Linked DNA regions of Salmo salar: region 1 is linked to region 2. A link is a contact called in public Hi-C data. All regions are on one chromosome and are shown on one strand. Each heading gives the region's core, a stretch centred on a gene start, on an enhancer-like site or on the middle of the called end of the contact. The rest is flanking DNA. Distances are from core to core; before and after follow the strand shown. Region 1 has its middle 12 kb from the start of LOC106562054. Region 2 holds the start of LOC106562051 (matrix metalloproteinase-15).

Evidence for each region. Hi-C and Micro-C count contacts between places; a contact is called where the count stands out from the background.
Region 1: a Hi-C map of muscle shows a contact between it and region 2, with 20 times the contacts expected there. The contact joins the enhancer-like site here to the promoter of LOC106562051 in region 2. A contact is called at or near these places in 2 of 3 Hi-C or Micro-C datasets (gill and muscle).

Annotation. Positions count from the first base shown.
Region 1 is chrssa11:14,605,695-14,611,133 of Ssal_v3.1, forward strand. No RefSeq gene overlaps it. Among protein-coding and RNA genes, the nearest start is that of LOC106562054, 12 kb to the right of the region's middle. Within about 2 kb of position 2,212, at least 1 of the 13 cell types and tissues checked has an H3K27ac peak or open chromatin away from gene starts, as enhancers often do. A contact at or near this core is called in muscle, where this site is marked.
Region 2 is chrssa11:14,541,909-14,546,839 of Ssal_v3.1, forward strand. LOC106562051 (matrix metalloproteinase-15) reads left to right here and starts at 2,317. Exons shown (of 10, transcript XM_014126591.2): 1 at 2,317-3,424. The coding sequence starts at 3,299.

The sequences.
Region 1 (5,439 bases), core at 962-3,461, 64 kb after region 2:
CAACAATTGTTTACAGACAGATTATTTTACTTATAATCCACTGTATCACAATTCCAGTGGGTCAGAAGTTTACATACACTAAGTTGACTGTGCCTTTAAACAGCTTGGAAAATTCCAGAAAATTATGTCATGGCTTTAGAAGCTTCTGATAGGCTAATTGACATCATTTGAGTCAATTGGAGGTGTACCTGTGGATGTATTTCAAGGCCTACCTTCAAACTCAGTACCTCTTCGCTTGACATCATGGAAACATCAATAGAAATCAGCCAAGACCTCAGAAAAACAATTGTAGACCTCCTCAAGTCTGGTTCATCCTTGGAGCAATTTCCAAATGCCTGAAGGTACCACATTCATCTGTACAAACATTAGTACGCTATTATAAACACCATGAGACCATACAGCCGTCATACCGCTCAGGAAGGAGACGCGTTCTGTCTCCTTGAGATTAACGTACTTTAGTGCGAAAAGTGCAAATCAATCCCAGAACAACAGCAAAGGACCTTGTGAAGATGCTGGAGGAAACAGGTACAAAAGTATCTATATCCACAGTAAAACAAGTCCTTTATCGACATAACCTGAAAGGCCGCTCAGCAAGGAAGAAGCCACTGCTCCAAAACCATCATAAAAAAAGCCAGACTACGGTTTGAACTGCACATGGGGACAAAGATCATACTTTTTGGAGAAATGTCCTCTGGTCTGATGAAACAAAATAGAACTATTTGGCCATAATGACCATCGTTATGTTTGGAGGAAAAGGGGGAGGCTTGCAAGCCGAAGAACACCATCCCAACCATAAAACACGGGGGTGGAAGCATCATTCTGTGGGGGTGCTTTGCTGCAGGAGGGACTGGTGCACTTCACAAAATAGATGGCATCATGAGGCAGGGAAATTATGTGGATATATTGAAGCAACATCTCAAGACATCAGTCAGGAAGTTAAAGCTTGGTCGCAAATGGGTCTTCCAAATGAACAATGACCCCAAGCACACTTCCAAAGTTGTGGTAAAATGGCTTAAGGACAACAAAGTCAAAGTATTGGAGTGGCCTTCACAAAGCCCTGACTTCAATCTCATAGAAAATTTGTGGGCAGAACTGAAAAAGCGTGTGCGCGTAAGGAGGCCTACAAACCTGACTCAGTTACACCAGCTCTGTCAGGAGGAATGGGCCAGAATTTACCCAACTTATTGTGAGAAGCTTGTGGAAGACTACCCAAAAAGTTTGACCCAAGTTAAACCATTTAAAGGCAATGCTACCAAATACTAATTGAGTGTATATAAACTTCTGACCCACTGGGAATGTGATGAAAGAAATAAAAGCTGAAATAAATCACGCTCTCTACTATTATTCTGACATATCACATTCTTAAAACAAAGTGGTGATCCTAACTGACCTAAAACAGGGACTTTTTACTAGGATTAAATGTCAGGAATTGTGAAAAACTGAGTTTAAATGTATTTGGCTAAGGTGTATGTGAACTTCCGACTTCAACTGTATCATGACCACTAAGAGTCTACTACTGGGGTGGATGACTTGGATGTTGTGTGTTCAGTATTTCAGTGTTTTGTGTGTGTCACGGGTGTCGTAGGGATTAGACCAAAACGTAGCGGGAACGTGTAAACTCATCTTCTTATTTTATTAAAGAAGGAAAACAAAAGAAACACGTATCCAAAAACAACAAACGACACTAAACAGTCCCGTCAGGTGCACGAACACAAAACAGGAAACAACTACCCACAAATCCCATAGAAAAAACACCCCTCTTAAATAGGACCTTCAACTAGAAGCAACGAGGAGCAGCTGCTTCCAATTGAAGGTCCACCCAATAAACACCACATAGAAATAGACATACTAGAACTAACATAGAAATAGACTAACAAGAACATAGCCCAACAAACCCCGAAACATTCTAAACAAACACCCCTCTTAAATAAGAACATAGCCCAACAAACCCCGAAACCCTCTAAACAAACACCTCCTGCCACGCCCTGACCAAACTACAATAACAAACAACCTCTTTCACTGGTCAGGACGTGACAGTGTTATTGTACATTGTCTGAATGTTTTTCACCCTGTATGTGTGTGCTTAAAGAGGTAAGTAGGGGGCTTTTAACTGTAGTGTATTCAAAGCTCCAGTTGCTTTGGTATCAGTCACAAACCCAATGACATTCAGTGCGGCTAAAAACAGCTCCCGTATAAAGTGAATATATCACATGTCACATTGACTGATGATATTTAAGAATGGGCTTTGCTCTGCCCAGAATGCCAACCGCCTTGCCCACCGGGGCTAAATTAAACGTACAGATTTTATCCCTGATAGATTGATGGGCAGTCATGGCATCACCAGCCAGAAGGAAGTCTTTTTTTAAGTCTGACAATTAGTAAATCTTTGATAGAGTCCCTGTTGTATGTGTCCTTCAAAGTATCCTCTAACATGTCTGGTAGGGTGAGTAATCAGAAAACCAATATATATTTTAGTGCACACAGCAGGACACTTCTTCTCTACTCCCTCAATATTTTCCCTCATCCTTCTGCCTTGTTGTTTTCTCCCACCAAAATTGTATCAATCAGTTTAGATAGTTTGCTCTTTTTTCATTCAGCACATTTTTTACATTTTTCTCTGTCAACCACAAGCGTAAAAGCAGCTTTCCCCGTTCGACCTGGAAAACATTCACATTACAGCTTAGTCAGAAGTGGGTCACATCAGCACTGCGAAGGGGAACAGAGGTAAACAATCAATGGACCTTTTCCTGGAGATCACAAATACACCAAAAACTCTGCATGTCATTGAAAGCTTACAAAGCAGCACTGCTACTGCCGATGCTACTGTCGATGCTACTGCTACTGCTGCTGATGACAATAGTAATAGCATTGTGTGTGCGTGTGTGTGTGTTTTAGGTGTGTGTGTTTGGGGGAGGGGGTTGGCATCAGGGTTGGCTGCGTTATGCCCTAGTAATGGGCTTTTAGCATGTGAGCTGTAATGGTTTGGATAAAACAACTGGGACGTAGCAGCGGGGGGACGAGCGTGACGGAGCGAGCAACATATGTGATTATTCTAATGACCTTAGATGGAAATATGTCACATTTTGTGGCATGCTGACAATTGGACATGCTGATGATGATTCAGCAGTCTGTGTGAGTGAGCGTTGAACCTCTTCCCTTACCAGTAAAACAGCACAATGATGAACATCATGTCAACATAAGTCAATAAACGCTGACGAGACAGAATCTCTCACATCCGGCTCAGGCTCCACCACATCTTATAATAAATAGATGGAGAAGAAGAGAACATGTAGGGGACTGACAGAGAAGGGAAAATAAAGAGGTTTAGAGTAAGGGAGCCTGAAAGAGAGAGAGTGGGAGACAAACAGAAGGTAGAGAGCTGAAGAAAGAGAGGGGTAGAAATAGATGGATGATGGAGTATAAAAGAGTGAGCGACCGGCTAGGTTGGTGGAGAGGTTGGGAGGTTACATGGTTATGGAGTCTTTGTGGACCAGTTTTAGACTCTTTAAGTAGATATATCCACTCTAAATTCACATATGTTTGCTCTTTATTTCCAGCACTGATTCTGGCATGAGTTATCTGGCTCTACATCAAGGCTGAAATGGTCACGCAAAGGTCACTATCGATAATATGGCAAGTCAAGAGGTTTTCTAAACCTAAGCCGTTATAATCTGTGTATAGTGTGCGTATAATCGTCTGTATTCATTTCATGTGTGACTGAGTCTAATGGAAGAATGATCACCCCCAATGATTTATTAAAGGCAGGCCATTAAAGTTGTGCGCTCTGAGAAGCACATTATTCTGTGGCTCGTTCGATAATGAGATCCGGTACAGACCAGACCATTTAACCACTGGAATGGGCTGAGCCCTGCATGCGGTTCACTGGCCAGGTCTCTCTGCCCTGGGTATGGCTCAGTCCTGTCTGCCAGGGAGAACTGGATGACGGGCTAACCTTGCTGCCTGGTCTCTGCCAAGTTTGGCGATGGGTCCGTGGGCTGTATTACCACCCAGCCCCCCTGGACAGCTGGCCACTGCCTCCACACCCGCCCCACCCTTTCACAACCATTCCAGGCCAAACGTCCGCTAGACTCCTAGATAACCAAACGTCTCGACCTCCTCCCACAGGAAACTCCCCCACCTGTTCCCTGCTGGGTGGAGAGTTATTAGTTACAGGGTTAATGCTGCTGGACCAAGGGAGAGAATGGAGAAAAAACATCTGAGATAAAATGAAGTATAGTAGCATTGCATGTGAATACAACACATGCTGACCACAAGAATGCCAAGTAAGCCTCCCATGGAAGAATCCCATCCCTTGCACCCTCCATCAGAATTGAATGGACTATTTCAGACTGCAGGCCTCCCCAGAGAGGGATTTGGGTAAGGTCAGGGTCAGGGTGTGTGCGTGCATACGTACATGAACATGCTTGTGTATAATGGTGTCTGCATACTGTCAGGATGGGAATGTCCAGGGAGAAATACATTTCAAATCAAATCAAACTTTATTTGTCACATGCGCCGAAAACAACAAGTGTAGACTTTACCGTAAAATGCTTACTTACAAGCCCTTAACCAGCAGTGCAGTTCAAGAAGCGTTTGCCACTCCTGTTGGATTTCTTCATAATAGTAGAGATTCAGGAAATCTGTCCAGCTGATTATGTTTTTCCACAGTAATGTCCTGCCTATAACTCCCAGACCACATGGGAAAGTTCTAATTACAGTACAGCATGTATAGTTCTACAGCACTGTCATATCCTGTCAGTATCAAATACTTCTCAACTGCACTGAGCACCTTATAACAACGAGTTCATCTCCACACCTCCATCTTCCTGGCTCACCCAGCAGTCTTCTCCTGGGATTATTAACACTCTCAGCGGTTAAGGAGATACAGCTGGTTCTATGGTTAGGGTCAGAGAGTCAGGTGTTGAAAGGGGGTTGGAGATACAGTTGGTGCTAGGGTTAGACATGGGATAGGAGTAGGAGACAAGGCTGGGCCTGGGGTGTGTGTGCGTGGTTCTGTTGAACGGAAAGAGACTGAGGTCAGTGTCACTCTAAGGCTAGGTGTGTTTAGTCTGGTTTTTCTCTGGTCATCTCATCACTCCTCATGCTGGCAGGGAAGGGCAGGAGAGGGCAGGGCAAGGGTCAGGAGGGTAGAAGAGTCCTCAGCTCTTGTCTGTGACAAAGAGATGATCACAGGCTGAGGGGGCGGGGGGGTGAGAGAGGAGAATGTCAATTGCATGCTCTTCGTGTCCTCTCTTCTCGCCTCCTTCTCAAAACCCATTGGAGGAAAAGGTCAGAAGGGAGGGACCTCTGGCTTTCTCACCAAATGGGTTTTGAGGAGACGAGGAGAGAGGACGCGAGACGTATGCATTTGAGATTCTCCCACATACTGTGAGACATAGAGAAAGTACATTAGCACTAAATACACCATAGTTCCTTCCC
Region 2 (4,931 bases), core at 1,067-3,566:
TGATGATTAATTTGATCATCGCTATCATCACCATCACAACCATAGTCTTCATTTACACTGGTAACCGACCTCTCCAATGGATCACAGTCTACCTATGACACAAGACAGCCATGCTGCCGAGCCATCGTTCATGGCGACTACAGGTCACATCTGACTGAGAGTCAATGCCAGTAGAGGGCGCCCAGAGATAACCAAATCTCTCTCAACTCTACTGAAGCCGTTTCAAGGTAGAGTTACATGGCCCGTATTTATCAAGTGTCTCAGAGTAGGAGTGCTGATCTAGCATCAGGTGGTCTCTGTCCATAATAATCTCATTCATTATGACTTAAAAGGCTAAACTGAACCTCTATCAGCACTCCTACTCTGAGAGACGTAATAAATACGGGCCCTATTAGTGACAGAAACACGGGTCCTAGTCCTACCCAGTAGCCATACATACCCAGGGTACAGCTGTGGCCATTCATTCTACATACATTCCAGCCACATCTTTGTTTTGTCACTTAGTCCACTCTGGGACACCGCTTTATCAATCAGCATGTTTAGCGGCTGGCTGGACACATGGGACGGGAGGCCACATTCTCAGGTGGTGGCCTCCCGTCCCATGTGACGCAGAGGTCCCTGCTCTGCTCATGTTTAGACACAGAGGTCCCTGCTCTGCTCATGTTTAAAATGACTAACCTACTATATTATTGCAAGCAATAACATATGTAGCTACATCAGTAGCGTACTGCAGTCACATACTGCTTGAATCAATCTTCCAGGTGTTGCAATGCCCAAATATTCTAACTCAACGTCACACTGTCTCTGTATTGCACCAATAGAGTAGCCAATGTGTTCAAGACCTATACTTGAATCCAGTGAAAATGGTCAGTCACAAAATATTTGTTTGCCTTTAATTCAGAAACAATCCATTTTAATAAAACCAAATTCAATCTCATCACCTATGCATCTTTCACGTGAACTTACAGTAAATGGCCCTAAAGCACAGTAAGAGGAAATGCTGCTATAATTTTGTAAATAACCCATCTTCCCACTTACCTGTCACCACTGAAAACTGGTTGTAAATACTAAAATTGAATCAAATTAATGCAATTATGATTATTGTAGCAATACATCTTTGGGTGTAGTAATAACCATGTGTCTCAAAGTCAAAGTAGAACGTATCTATCAACCTGGGAAGTCAGGGTTCAGGGTAAAAGTCTTGAAATATTATTAGAACAGAACATGGGTCCTAACGACAGCACTCAAAGAAGTGCAGGGGAAGAAGAGAGTTTTTATGCATTCTAAGGAAGTGATGTGTGAGCAAATAGAATCACAGAGGAAGTAGATACAGTATATGACAGATACTGTGTTACACAGTTTGACTGTGTTGTTTCAACTTATACCCTTGCTGTACACTTACCTGCGCATTGACATTCTTTCATCACTGTCATGTGGTCTATGACAAACTTAAATGCCAAACAAACTTAAACAAAGGTTGTTTGTTCAAGCTGCTGGTTTAGCACTATTATAGGAGGTCCGTCGGCTATCTTCCTACAATTCAACACGTTTTGCCATGGGGTAAAGAGAAAAATGTACCGTTTTAAAGCTAATCTGAGGATATAACCAGAATGTGCCTCCTTTGTTGGAAAGCAGCCTTACTCGTGGAGAGGAGGTATTGGGCTGCTTACTGAGGTATGAATCCACTTTCGTTGGAGAGGACTGCTCCATTGACCCTACAGACATGTCTGTCCCCAGCTGCCATTAGGCAGGAGTCAGGACAGGACTTAGGTTAGTCAAAGGAGTTGGCTGAATGTGACAGAACTATTAAGAGGCCTGCTATACACATACCTGTCTCTGTCCAGCTGTTGGCACACATTTCCTCTGCAACTGGCTTGTTGTTGACAACCATGAGTGCTCTGCCTGGCTGCTGCTAGTCCCTTCCTGAGGCATTCAATTTTGGTCTAGACTATGAATAGTATATTTAATAATAGAGGGACCAAAAAAAATCATAAAGTAGGCCTACTAAGGCGTTATCTCGTTCACCATGACACTTCTGCCAATGGTCAATTAGCCTAGGGAGGTGAATTGAAGTTTTAGAGCTACCAGGCAGTAGGCCTACAGTATAATCATTTTTGGGGCTAGGCTATTTGTTATTTCCAACTATGAAGATGAATGAATTCAGCCAATAACAATATATATATATATATAAAACGTTTTGTGAAACCTCTAAAAACGTAAATGCCATCAAAATACTAATCCGTAGCATATACGAGCTCAATAGTGTCCAAGGGGGTGGGGGGCTACATCCGCTAACGGGGTGGGGGGCTACATCCGATAGCTGGAGGAACGACTTTGACCGCGACGCACAAGGTACAGAGTCACTGGTGAAGCAGCCAGTCCAGCTTCGAGCTGCCCCGCTCCATAAATCGAACTTAAATCCACCCTGGTGGTGGACAGAGTCCAGGAAAACTGGAAGAAAAATTTGGATTTTAACGGGCAGAGAACCATCATATTAAATCTTCACAAGAGTCGCCGCAATTCAGCGCTAGATTTGCACGAGTGTTGGACATCTGCAGCCGACTTCAACTTCTTTGTCAGGTTCCTTAAATAATTGTCAGCAAACTTGGACCCGATATTTAACCTTCAACCGTCTTCCGTTGCTCTGGGCTCATCTGCACATTTGCAAGATTAATTCGTTTATTCTGTCAACATTACGCGTGTTATACACGGCAGTTCAGTAAATGACTGACATATTAAGATTAAAGTCACTATGCGTGCTTTGTGAGCTGGCTTCTGTGCAGTGACACCAACATGTCACTTACCATAAAGCGGGTTGTTAGGACATTATTTTCTATCCGCACGTCCTGATATGGAATTGTGAGTAAAATTGGGACACGCCCGCAAGCAATAATAGGCTACCCAAGCTTTTTATAAATCCTGGCAACAGTGCAATACTTCTCTGATCCCCCTCCTGGGATTGTGGTCTATTCAAACAGAACTGTTAAGAAGACTTGTAGTGTGGCAATCAAAAGGACATCCTTTCGAACACCTCTGGCAACTCGAGTGAACCTTGTTTTCTGGAAGCGATACTGGCGGAGTTGATGAATGTCACTGTCTTTATTGGTGACCTCGCCATAGCATATGTAATATTTGTTCCTCTTAAAATGTACAGTATTTCAGAGGGACTCCTTGGAAGGTGACTAACATAAACTATTCTTAACAACTTGAAGCGCGTTTTTGTACCCAGTGACACAGTGGACACTTGGACAAGGTATCAATTTCCTTGTCCGGGGTTTAGGCAAGCCAAGAGTAGGCTATGGCATCCTCATGGGAAAAGTGGATTTGGTTACTCTGGAGACGGACTTTAGTTCCCTCTCTCCTCGTGCTTTGGGTCACCTGTCTCGGGACACACGGAGGAGAGGATGAAGCGTTTAATGCAGAGGTAATTGGATCATCTTCCCCGAAACTGTCAATGTTCAGAAAGTTCCCTGTGTTACAACAATGCTGTAGTGTTTATACAAAAACTAGTTTTAATGTATCATAATATGCTGCAAAACACATACAAATGATTAACAAAAAAGCTCTCACCAAATCCCAGTTAACTTTTGATGACATTGCTATTTGAATAGAGATGGTCGAGCATAACCTTGACAACCTTGCGCTCAAAATAACAATTGGTCCAAAATAACAATTATGTGTTATTTCCTGCAAGAAAATCAAAATATTTGTTTGGTCAAGTTTGTTCCAGTCTTGAAACAAAAAAAAAGTCAGATCACTATTATAAATGTTGCTTATTCACAAGGCATTCTTGTGTGCAAATTGGGCACTTTTACACACACATTTTGAACTTAATGACCCAGCTCATTCTGTCTGAGGAACTCAATCCAGCACACCAAGCTGCATATCCTGCTCATGACTAGCTGTTCCAATATTAACAGGACTATCCCTTGTGCGCCGCCAACAGGGTCCTCCTGGGCTGGAACCTCTCCCCAAAAAGGCTATGCTGCTAGCCAAACTACACAAATCTAGCTCATTCACTGACACACTGACACACTCTTGCAGGCAGCACCATATGTGGAAAGCTGCTGTTCTTAGAGGATCTCTGGGTCAGGTTAAGTAATCCTACTGTTATAACCACATTCTGTATGCACATATCCATAGTATTGTTCCACCCCACTTTACCTTCCCACAGGTAGGGTTGTTTTGCTTTCTTGAAATACTACAACAGTACCTGAAAAGATATCGGCATCACTGACTGAGCCATGCTCATCTCGCTAGTTTCCCCATGCTTTGGACATACAGTATGAACCAACTGAATGATTAAATGTTGGGGGGGAATAGGCAAATGCTTTCACGGTTCATTTCCAGACCGTCACTCTTTCTGTCTTCAGCAGCGGGCAGTGCTGATTCCCAACTTGCTCCAGATAGGTGAGAGGGAGCCCAGATGTAGGCTAATGTTTTGGGGCGGAGAGCTTAGCAACAAACGTGTGCCAGAGGGAATAAAATGTACCAACAGTTGTGTAGAGAAGAATATACCCCTCTAGTTTTCCTTTACAACACACCAACTGAATGTGGAGGGCCAGTTTCAATCCAGCGGAGCAGTATTGAATGTTTGTAATACCCTTTCTCCTTTGTTATTGTATAGGTCTGTGTTTTTGTGGACTTTGTCCCAGCTGCACCCACTTAACCATGCTGTGTTGACTTTAGTGCTTAGCCTCTCCCGTCAGGTCAAGGCTTAATGAAGGGCTCAGTTATGCACACGTTGTTTCCTTCTCTCTCGCGGGCCACTGCAGTTGAGGTCGGTTGTTGCGTTGTGACTCCAAAAAATGTTAAGCCACTTTGAAGTCATAGTATTAAAACGCACCCACCTGAGGTCGAGTCAGTCTGAACTACCACAATCTGCCTGGATCCTTTGCCAGCACACGTGTATACACATTTCTCCCACCTGT